2 separate regions of the Zea mays genome follow, and region 2 is linked to region 1. Evidence: chromatin contacts called from public Hi-C data. All regions are on one chromosome and are shown on one strand. The core of a region is the stretch at or near the end of the contact, and the rest is flanking DNA. Distances in the headings are between cores, read along the strand shown. Region 1 holds the start of LOC100282738 (apospory-associated protein C). Region 2 holds the start of LOC100283903 (vacuolar protein sorting protein 25).

Region 1 (5,182 bases), core at 1,304-3,803:
TAACCATCCAAATTGGGATACCTGATGTCAGAAACAGAAAGGTATGTATGGTAAGCAAATGCGAAACTGAATGGCTTCCCATTAACATTTCTGACCCGTGATATCAGTGAAAGGTCTCCATCCATTGAAAGAGAGACTCTGAGACGTAACTCAAAACTGTAATTCAAAGTAAAACCAAATCAGGAAAAGAACAACCATATTGAAATTAACTAACATTTTCACTTAAATCATAACCTTGTCTATAAAAGACTGAATTATATTTGCAGAAGGTACAGGTTCACAGCATACATAATTTCATCAGATGGGTATGCTTGCTAAGAAATAGCCATTACTATCTGTTGTCTATGTACTCAAAGAAATCTAACATATTATTTTCATTGCAAAACTCAGTGAGTAAGCTTTGAGTAGAAGCACTGAATTATTGTCCACAGAGCATCCCATGAACAACCCAATAGGTGTAGGCGTGTAGCCTGTTCAGATTCCTTTTTAAAGCAAAAGATGCACATGGAAAGGAATCATGGAAGAAGCAACATGCCTTTGAATTGATCATGGATGATTGGGAGAGAGAGAGAGATAGAACTAAATAAATAGTGGTTTCTTTAATTTATTACACATTGCTAGTCCCTTATATACACCATGAAAAAATGACACAGAGCCAGGTTATGATAAACCATAACCATCTGCAAAATTTCTACATCCAAATCCAAAGGGAATACAAGCCACCATACCAGTGTGGCCAGCACTTCAGGTCATCTTCAGATGGCTTTAGCAGAAGGTCAACAGAAGCTTTGTTGCTGTTATTATCACCATAATTTAGAGGTGGAGCCTCATCGTCTATTGTCCATATCTTGTTCCTTGCAAATCCATGCTGCTCCAATGTTCCACAGTTTCCAAACTGATAAATTGAAACATTAATATTGTCCTCACTTCAAAAAGCAGAATTGCATGCATGTTCAGTATATTGTCTTAGCGCAAAATATAGTGAACACTGAACAGGAATACTGCAGTACCTGTGGGAAGCATATCGGAATGCCACCACGGGTCGCTCTTGGCGGCTTGAAGATTGCCTGCATGGATAACAATAGTTGCCAAAATTCAAAAACCAATGTTAAAAATAAGCAAACTGAAACCTATTATGGTCTCACAGCAGGGGACATCATAATTGATAACAACTCTCTAATGCCCAAAGCAGAAGTACAGAGAAAAATGTTTTCTAGTATTATAAGGATAAAAGGGTAACAGATAACTAGTCCGAATGGCGATTCTGATATCTGCAAAAGAAATCTGCCAATCCACTATACATAGGGAATCAATGATATGACATTGGTTTTGCCCAGTCACATAAAGTAGCTCGTATTTACAGGCTCCGTGATCAAGAAATAAGATAGGTAAAGTATTTCATCGACACTAGTCTTGCTTTTTCTAAATTACATACAATTGTAAAAGCAAACAAAAAAATGTTTCATAAACACTCGTATTAAATATTCACGAGAACAGTAATCAGGGGAGTGCATTCACAGTTGGTCACAGTTACTCCACCGATTCGTCCCCCCGAGTAACAGAAAGCTGCATTGCAACAGATACGGGCCAGCATAGGCAGCCGAGACAAACTCACCTTGCTGCTGCTGAAGAGGAGCTCCTCGCCGCGGTGGTTCCTCCACGAGACGACCTGCCCGCCGTGCAGGCAGACCTGCGCCGACAACCCAACGCTCGAATCAGACCGAGAGAAGTTTTTTTCTGCCTAGAGCAGAAATGCCGAGTCGATCGCCCGTCGGAAATAACAGGAAAAAAACAAGGAAGAACAGAGACGCAGACGACTACTCACCCGAACGGACGCCCCCCGCGGGGACCGGATCGCGAACTGGTCGGCGCCGTTCCAGTCCTTAGTCACCTCGAACCCCGTCCGCTGCTCGGAGCAATGCCCCATGCTCATCAACCGGGGGAGGAGGAACAGCACCAGCAACCTCTTGCGAGAACCGACCAGCCACCCACTGCCTTCCCGGCGCACGCAAGCGAGGTAGAGAGGCACAGGAGCGAGCGAGCGCGCGCTCGGGTCACGCGCAAAGCTACAACCACCTACCAACCTAGTACTGCTCCGCTCCTAGCGCTACCACCGCCCCAACAAAGCGCTGGCGACGAAAGCAACGGCAGGGGTCGCCATTGGAACAGCTCGGATGTTACGGCTCGCTCGCTCCCCTCCCCAACGTCTCCCTCGTCCCTCGGTCCCTTCCCTTGTGAGCGAGATGAAAAAGGAAAGCGAAAGGCTAGGGCCAAATCTCGTGACACCTACGGAAGCAGAGCAGCGCAAAGCGGCGGGCCTTTTTTTTTTCTTTCTTTCTTTCACGCCGCGCACCACCAACCACCGCTGCCACCACCACCACCCCCCGGCGTCCCGCGAACGAGATCAGCGGACCACAACACGCCCGCACGGCAACGAACGGCGCGCGGCAGCAGGTAGTAGCAGCAGCAGCAGCACGGGGTTAGCTCTAGCTAGTGGTGCTGGAGGAGCCTTCGCAGGAGGAGGGGACGGAGGGCCGGGGACTGGAGATCTGCCTCGTCCTCTTCTGTCAAAAGCGGCACGCACATGGCGGGGTGGCGGGGTGGCGTGGCGAGAGCGCCCATCATGGCAGCCACAGCCACCTAGGCGTTGCCATGGGACGGGCAAAGGATCCGAGGGAACAGCTGGAATCCGAGAAGCGCGGGGTGGGCCGTGGGTGATGATGGACTGGTGGAGCGGGTTGGGGAGCGAGGATACCCGCACCCGGGAAGGTAGGCCGAGCCGCCGAGGCGAGGCAGTAAGCACCTAGCACGGTAGCACCCCATGAGCCATGAGTGAGTCATGACAATGGCGACCCTGTCTCCGATTCCAGCGCTCTGTTAGAGAATAGAGATAGAAAAAAAATTCCTTTCACATGATGTAAATAAGATGTAAACATAAAAAAAATCTTCCTCAATGGATATACAAGATAGAGATGGAGAAGTATTCCCTATTCCAGTTTACCGCACGATGTTTTTTATGTAATAGCTAATAATAAAAATAAATAATTATATTGTCAAGAGATATTTATTGTATAAATGTGTTTATTTTGATGTACACATAATGATTTCTTACATCTATTAATTGTATACGTGATATTGTTTTACATTAATAACATATGAAGTAATTATTCCTATATATTAAACCAGGGACCTTTGCTTGCAAACTAGCTAGGCCATGTCATTCAGAATTCCTTTGTCGTCCGATTGCTTCTCCATAATGCAAATCCTGCCATCCAGCTGTTGTTCACTGCTCCGTCTTATTTGCCTGCCTGGCAGAGGCTAGCTGGTAGCGCCTCAAACACGATCCTTCGTCTGCCATCCTTGGGAGCCTCGCGTTCTCTAGAATGTTGCTCAGTTGACGAACACGACAAGCAACCTCAGTGTCTCCGCTTCTTTCCTGGCGGTCGTTCTGAAGGTAATACTCATTCTTTTCTCCCCTCTTTCACTCCCTTGATCCCTTCCCAATGTCGCATACTCGCGTTGGTCATCCAGCTACGCTATGGTCACTGGTTCTTCACCATGAGCTCGAGAAAATAATAGTCGTTCCCGTCGCACTTTAAGAATCATGGAGTCGGCATGGCTCTTCCGCGTCTTGACGAGATAGCGGTTGCGGCCACCCATGCCTCGCTAGCTCCGATCTGTCCGATCCTCGGCGTGGCTCCTGCTCCCATAATCTGGCCCTCAGTCTCCTGCGCCGCCGGTCCTCATCGCGGACGAGCAGGCTACCGCGTCGTGCTTTCTGGGTACAACAGGCGGCTTGCGGGAGCGTCCGGTCATTGGTGTGGCTCCTGCTCCCGTTGTCCGGTCCTCACTTCCCTGTGCCACCATTCTTCATCGCGGACGAGAAGGTCACGACGCCGCGCTTTCTAGAGACGTCGAGCGGATGTCATTTTTTCTAGATGTTTGTCAATGAGATCAGTGTTTACCCACACGAAAAATAAATGGAAAATGATAAGAGATTCGTACGCGCGTCATCATTGAATAGATAGATGGCAAAATCTTTTCTATAAAAAATAGAACATGAAGCAAATGGAGTAGAAATGCATGAAGGTTATGCCGGCACTGCGGATCCACCGAGGGGTATCTACAAATTTTATCTTACTGTATTTTTAGAAACAACTCTATAACATTCAACCTATGTCAAAATCCTTATTTATTTATTTATTTAATTATTTGTTTGTCGTTACGCCAATAGCTAGCTCCGATCATAGAACATCAATGATTCATAAATAAAAAATGCAATGATATAATATATGCATGTTTCTGCTAATTAAAAAATATACAAGATTTGCAACCATGCATGGACAAGTAAAGAAGCTTGCAATTAGCTAGCTTGCTCCTTTCTCGCTTAATTTGGAACCCCCAGATGGCTTAAATTCATTCAATTGATGGACATTGTTTAACTGCAGAGTGCAGACTGAAACATTTTATAGAGTCCAAACTGGTTAAAATTCACATATATGCAACCAAGTGTATCGATGTTTCTTAAAAAATATACATACTACCTTGCATTGAGTTCTTTTTCAATTATTCACATATATGCAACCAGATGTATCGACGTTTCTTAAAAAATGTGCATACTTCCTTGCATTGAGTTCTTTTTCAATGTTACATACCATGTTTATTGATTGGTCAAAGATACTTACTACTTCTTCTCATTATTTTTTCTCAAATTTCCACAATTATGCAGGTATAAGCTAAACATTTGATAGCATCGCTAAAGCAACTATGTTCTACTTTGAAACTATCGCTACGAGTAGTGTTAGAAAATTATCTATATCGCTATTAGCATCTACATCAAATTCAGTGACAGCTCCATCAGAAATTATAACTGTTGTCTTCCTTAAATTTACATTCATTAACACTCATGATAGTAAATCATATTGAGGCCAAAGTAAAATATTCGTACATACGCGCGCCAGCGACTAGTTATAATTTAAGTGAGGAAGGGGATCCTTCCCGTGAGGAACAGGAATGGAGAAAAAATATCTTCCACAAGTGTTCATAGGAATTTTCACGTAGAATTTTTTGTCATGGGGACAAAGACGGGGAGCTAAATCTGACCGATTGTACGTTTGGTTGGATGTACACTGAGGGATGGAATGGAACGACCACAGTTTTTATAGTGTTTGGATGAGAGTCA
Region 2 (5,182 bases), core at 1,322-3,821, 150 kb after region 1:
CCACGTGGTGGGGTCAGGTGCCACTCTCCGTACGACCTGGAGGCGTCGTACGGGTGCAACGCCTTCATACTGTAGAAGAGGGTACCCCTGATTCAGGGTACCGACATATAATTTGTTACATACCTTCCCATTTCTTGGTAATGCTCGGCAAAACTTCTTAATTGATTGATACTATTTTGAAAATTGCAGTATTAATGGACACCAGCACTACCACCTGTGAAGGATCGCTTTTGGGAACTATACCAGTTCATCTATGCTACTCTTAGGGCCCGTTTGGCAAAGCTCCAGCTCCTGCTTCTTTAGCTCCAGATCCTGATCCTTGTGAGGAGCTGATCCTCCTGATTCTCCTAGAGAATCAGAATCATTTTTAAAACCGTTTGGCAAGTAAACTGATTCTTGTCTGCTGAGAGTTGGTGGTCTGTGGTGATTGTCTATTTTACCCTTTGCAGTTCAACTTTGTTACAAACCAATAAGTAGGATGCATATACGGAAAAAAATTATGAAACAATAACATATAAAATATTCCCATCATAATAGTGCATAAAATGGTCTCAAATGTTTAATCCATAAATTGGCTCGTTATGTTTTTGTCCAATGGCAATTGCGGGTAATTTCGATCAAACTTTAAGGGGAGGTCCATATTTGGTTGGTTGAGGAGCTGTTTTAAGAGAGGGTGGAGCAGGTTTTTTTAGATCCCACCTTTCTTCACAAAAACGACTCCCGATCTTTCGGCTCCACACGAGAATCAGTTTCAAAAAATACCCGTTTGGCACGGCTCCTCCAGATCCTCGCTTAGAATCAGGAGCTGGAGCTGTGCCAAACGGGCCCTTAGAACTTGTCCGCCTTTTGTGCATGATCTATGGTTTCATGCTTTTAAGATATGGGCAGCCCTCTGTTGCGTGGTAGGCTCCAGGATGTCTTTTGGTGCTTCTAGGCTAGTAATAAACTATGCTATACGTGCAAAATCCTGTAAGGACCATACGCGCAATATGTACAGAGCGAATATGTAGTCTATGGCCAGAAACACTGCTCCTAATACTTCCTACTTCTACTATTTGCTGCTGCTACCACCCTTCTCTTTGTCGTTGTGTGCATTCGTGAGCTTTCGTTTGGCCTGTTTGATGAGCGAGCAGCTAACATGTTTAATTATGAACTGTACGGAGGGATGTCTGATTTGTGTTCATCGTTGTCATGGTTAAGGCGTGATTCATATCAGAAGAACACTTTCTGCAGATCCAGCAGTTTACATCAGAAGAACACCTTTTGCAGATCTGCAAAGCAATGTTTAGGTGTGTGTGCGTGTGCTTGTGTGTTATGCAGAATGAAGCAATGTGTATATATAAATATAGGGTGCGTTTGGTTGACTGCATATGGTCCGGCTCACGAGATGCAGCTTTCTTCTGTTTGGTTGGCTGATCAGTCTCTTCAGCCTGGCTCGCGGGATGCAAAGATTCCTCTTGGGTCTGGCTTCCGAGATACGTAGGAATTGGCTGTTTCTCCTAAGCCAGGCTCTGCCGGTGCGACCATTAATCTTTCCTAATGACAGATTAACATGTAATTAGTGTATATTAAATAAATTTAATTTAATTAAAAGTGGGTTAAGGCTTTGTATGACATATTATAGACTATTGCAACATCATCACATGAAAATATAATTAAACTTTATAGCTTTTAGCCCATGCATCAAGCATTTATGCGAGCAACCAAACATCATCTCGCATGGGCCAAGCTAAGCTCATACAGACAACCAAACGTAGGGATATTATATGCTCTCAGCCAGACTACCAAGAGCCGGGTTCCCTAGATACGAGCCAGACCCACCATCCAGACAACCAAACAGGCCAATATACACCTTAAAAAAATCATGTGTATATGCAGGTAAATCTGATAGTCTATTTGATTCAGATTTGGTCCGTGAGGACACTATCCGTATGTTTGGTTACCCACACCGTCTCATCTTGGGCCACCGTATGCGTTGACTGTGTCTGAGCTCCTGTTTAGTTGCCTGCACAAGGGAGACATAAGCTGCATGAGCGAATGCAAAATAAGTCATTTTATAGCCATTTGGTTGCATCAACTCGTACGCAAAAAAATGTCGTATCAGATCAGCCAGGGCCACCCGAGCCTTCGCGTCCGGATACAGGCATCCGATCAGGCGATATACCAATATGTGACAACTGTCCTTGCTATTACATGTAATTTCCTAAATCATCCAGATTCTTACATGAACTAATTGCAACGTTATGTTTGCTTCCCATGTGTTCGAAAATATGATTAGAGTTCATCACTGGCGAGTGATATTCAATTCTAGGATGTTCTGTGATGTATAGAGGACTAAAAGTAAAAAAAAAGATTGTTAGGAAATTTCTACTTTTTTTTTGAATATAGGAAATTTGAGAGAAAAAGAGTAACACTTTATTTAACAAACTTTGATCACGTTACGGGCGCCGGATGTTGACATGTTGTAGTATATATAGTTTTTGTTTCTTGTGTAATTTCTCTAAAATCTAGAGTTCAAAGTTACCTTATGTACTTTTACTATTTGAACCCTATGCAATAGTTGAGCAATCATTTCCCCCCTCTTCTCCAGCGTGGCACAGAGCTAGGGTTTCTCCCACCCGCCGCCTCCGGCGACTGCACCCGCCGTCGTCCACGGCCGATCGCTCCAGCTCCCGCTGCGCGCGCTCCCGCCGCAGGCCGCTCCAGCTCTTGCACGCATTCCCGGCCGCCGTCGCGCCTGCACGCCGCTCCTCTGCGGCCGCTCCAGCTTGCCCGCGCGTGCTCCCCTCGACTGCTCTAGCTTCTGCACGCGTGCCCGGCCGCCGCCGCGCCTGCACGCCGTCGGTCACCAATCGTCACCTACTACGACCCGTCCTTCAAGCGGCAGCTTCATCCGCGACGTCCGTGTCGCCGTCTTGCGCCACGACCTCACTCGAGCGCTCTGCCTACTCCCGAAGCCCTCCTCCGCGGCGCCCGCCCCAGCAGTTCCTCCTCCGCAGCGCCCGCCCCATCAGTTCCTCCTCCGCGGTGCCCGTCGACCCGCCGAGCACCAGCAGCAGCGTCGCCGGTGGTGGAGCTCCACCGCCTTTGCCGCGCTCCATCTCTTCAGGAAGTGCCCTGCTCCACCGCCCACCTGTACGGCCGCCTGACCCAGCTATTCGGCTGCCTCGCCGGCCTGAAATTTGTGTATATTCTACCTGTATAGGAGGGTTCATCTTCTGATTCAAGTTTTTTGCGCGAAGCCATGTCTTGCCTAGATGCTTTTGTTGTACCTAAGGGTACAACTCCTTCACCATGCTCGCTTGCTGGTGCATAATTTACTCGTTTATTTTTAGCTAACTCTCTTCATGGTAAAAAAATATTGCCTAGTTGATGCTAGTTACATTAATGGTCCTGGTTTTGTAGCTCCACATCGATCGTCATCACTTGAAAGAGTGGGCTGCAAATCAATAATAGCACAAAACCCCAAAATAATTGTTTAACTTACTACATGCTCGGGCTAGAAATATGGTAGAGACTAGAGAGCACCTTTCCCTATGGGACGATGGGTACGGAACAGCGATGTTCCCATCCTTCTCCACCTACGACGTAAACGAGGATCATCTGAACTGTTTCAACTATTGTGAGCAGTTCTTCCGTAGGCAGCGCTCAGTCGCCGGCACCTGTTCTGGTTGCTGGGGCACCTCCCGCGCCGCCCCCTAGGACAACTTCTCTTTTGGCCCTCGAGGCAACTCTTCAGACCCCTGGGGCACCTCGTGCTCCTTGAGGCACCTCCGTGTGCCGGCCCCCAAACATTTGTTCTGCCGCTATGGAGCACCTCTTGTGTCGACCCCTAGGGCAACTCTTCTAGCCCCCGGGGCACTTGTTTCGCCCCTCGAGGCACCTCATGCCTCGGTCCCTGGGACACCTCCTGTGTTGCCCCCTAGGCCATCTCTTCCTACCTATGGGGCAACTCTTTAGACCCTCGAGGCACGTATTCCGCCCCAGGGCACCTGTGCTTTGGGAACTTCCCATTGGGGTCTCTTGTAGGCGTGCACTGCATAGCGCCACCGTCACTGACCGTCTCCACTGGTCATCGTTGCGACCACTCTTAGGTCTCGACACCTGCTAAACTACACCATGGTATCTAGGTGGTTGTGCACATGCAACTCCATCGTTTGGATGGTGCCCGTCTAAGATCCACGTCTCCATTGGAACATCGACATCTGCATCCATGGCCACCAACACAGCTCGGGAAAATTGCTTTTTTAGGTCACACTGCTGCTCACCAAAATACCCCGGCATTCGTTGCACTCGTTAGAATTAATATATATGCTCTTGTGCTAGGATAGTATAGATGAGCCTTTAGACTTCTAGATAGTCCGCTGTTGCTGACAAGCTAGCTAGCAGCAGTAGTCGGCCACCAATAGTTGCCAGGCACTGTAGCAACCGGACAGCTCTAGCAAAGGTGGTTACTGTAGCTAGTCAGATAGTAGGTCTTGTTAGTATGAATAATATAGTTTGTGTAATACACTGGCTGCTCACTATTTATTTTTTGCTGATTTTTCTCTCATATTTACTTGGATTTTTTATACCTTTCTTATTTCCATGATTCTTTTTAGTTTCGTTAGTTTTTTATTTAGCGCAGCAGCTCTTTCTTTGTATGGATTGTTTCATTAGTTGTCAACTTACAAAGCACTCTGCTTGTTTGGTTATGAGCAGAACAGAAAACGTGGGGGGTGGGAATGGTTTCTCGATGGTAACCACAGTTTGGCCAATGGTTTGGTACATTTCAGGTTCCAGCTGAAGTAACATTAAAATCCGGTGCGACTTGTTTTCTGTACATGGTGACTGGGTTGGGGTGGGTTGTTTTTTTGTTGTTGAATGTTAGTATAGATTGGCATGGTTACGGTTTGGATTTCAGTCCACTAGCGGGGCTAGACGCAATCCTAAGTCCCCTTCCAGTCCAGTCCACCACAGCACACCGTAGCCATTGCCTTCCTCACCTTATGCCTTACATCTGCTGGTGCAGGAGTGCAAATCCGTCAGCATTGGACTGTTTTACTCATCTATAGGTGAGAAGGAGAGATTGCTTGGAGGATTCGTTCTGGGTCTTCCCTTTTCTTCTCTATGAACGATCATATTCCAATCCATGTTTCTGAGTCGTTATTCCAATTGCTTCAGGACCTGATTTTTTCAATTG

The links. Hi-C and Micro-C count contacts between places; a contact is called where the count stands out from the background.
Region 2: a contact with region 1 is called in a Hi-C map of leaf, with 4 times the contacts expected there. The contact joins the promoter of LOC100283903 here to the promoter of LOC100282738 in region 1. A contact is called at or near these places in 9 of 25 Hi-C or Micro-C datasets (bundle sheath, ear, endosperm and 3 more) and 2 of 3 datasets of contacts at active chromatin or transcription factors (leaf and seedling).

Annotation. Positions count from the first base shown.
Region 1 is chr3:217,885,621-217,890,802 of Zm-B73-REFERENCE-NAM-5.0, forward strand. LOC100282738 (apospory-associated protein C) reads right to left here and starts at 2,554. Exons shown (of 8, transcript NM_001155644.1): 1 at 1,826-2,554; 2 at 1,616-1,690; 3 at 1,011-1,067; 4 at 729-895; 5 at 22-156. The coding sequence starts at 1,933.
Region 2 is chr3:218,031,174-218,036,355 of Zm-B73-REFERENCE-NAM-5.0, forward strand. LOC100283903 (vacuolar protein sorting protein 25) reads left to right here and starts at 2,572. Exons shown (of 9, transcript NM_001156801.3): 1 at 2,572-3,135; 2 at 4,702-4,803; 3 at 5,012-5,054.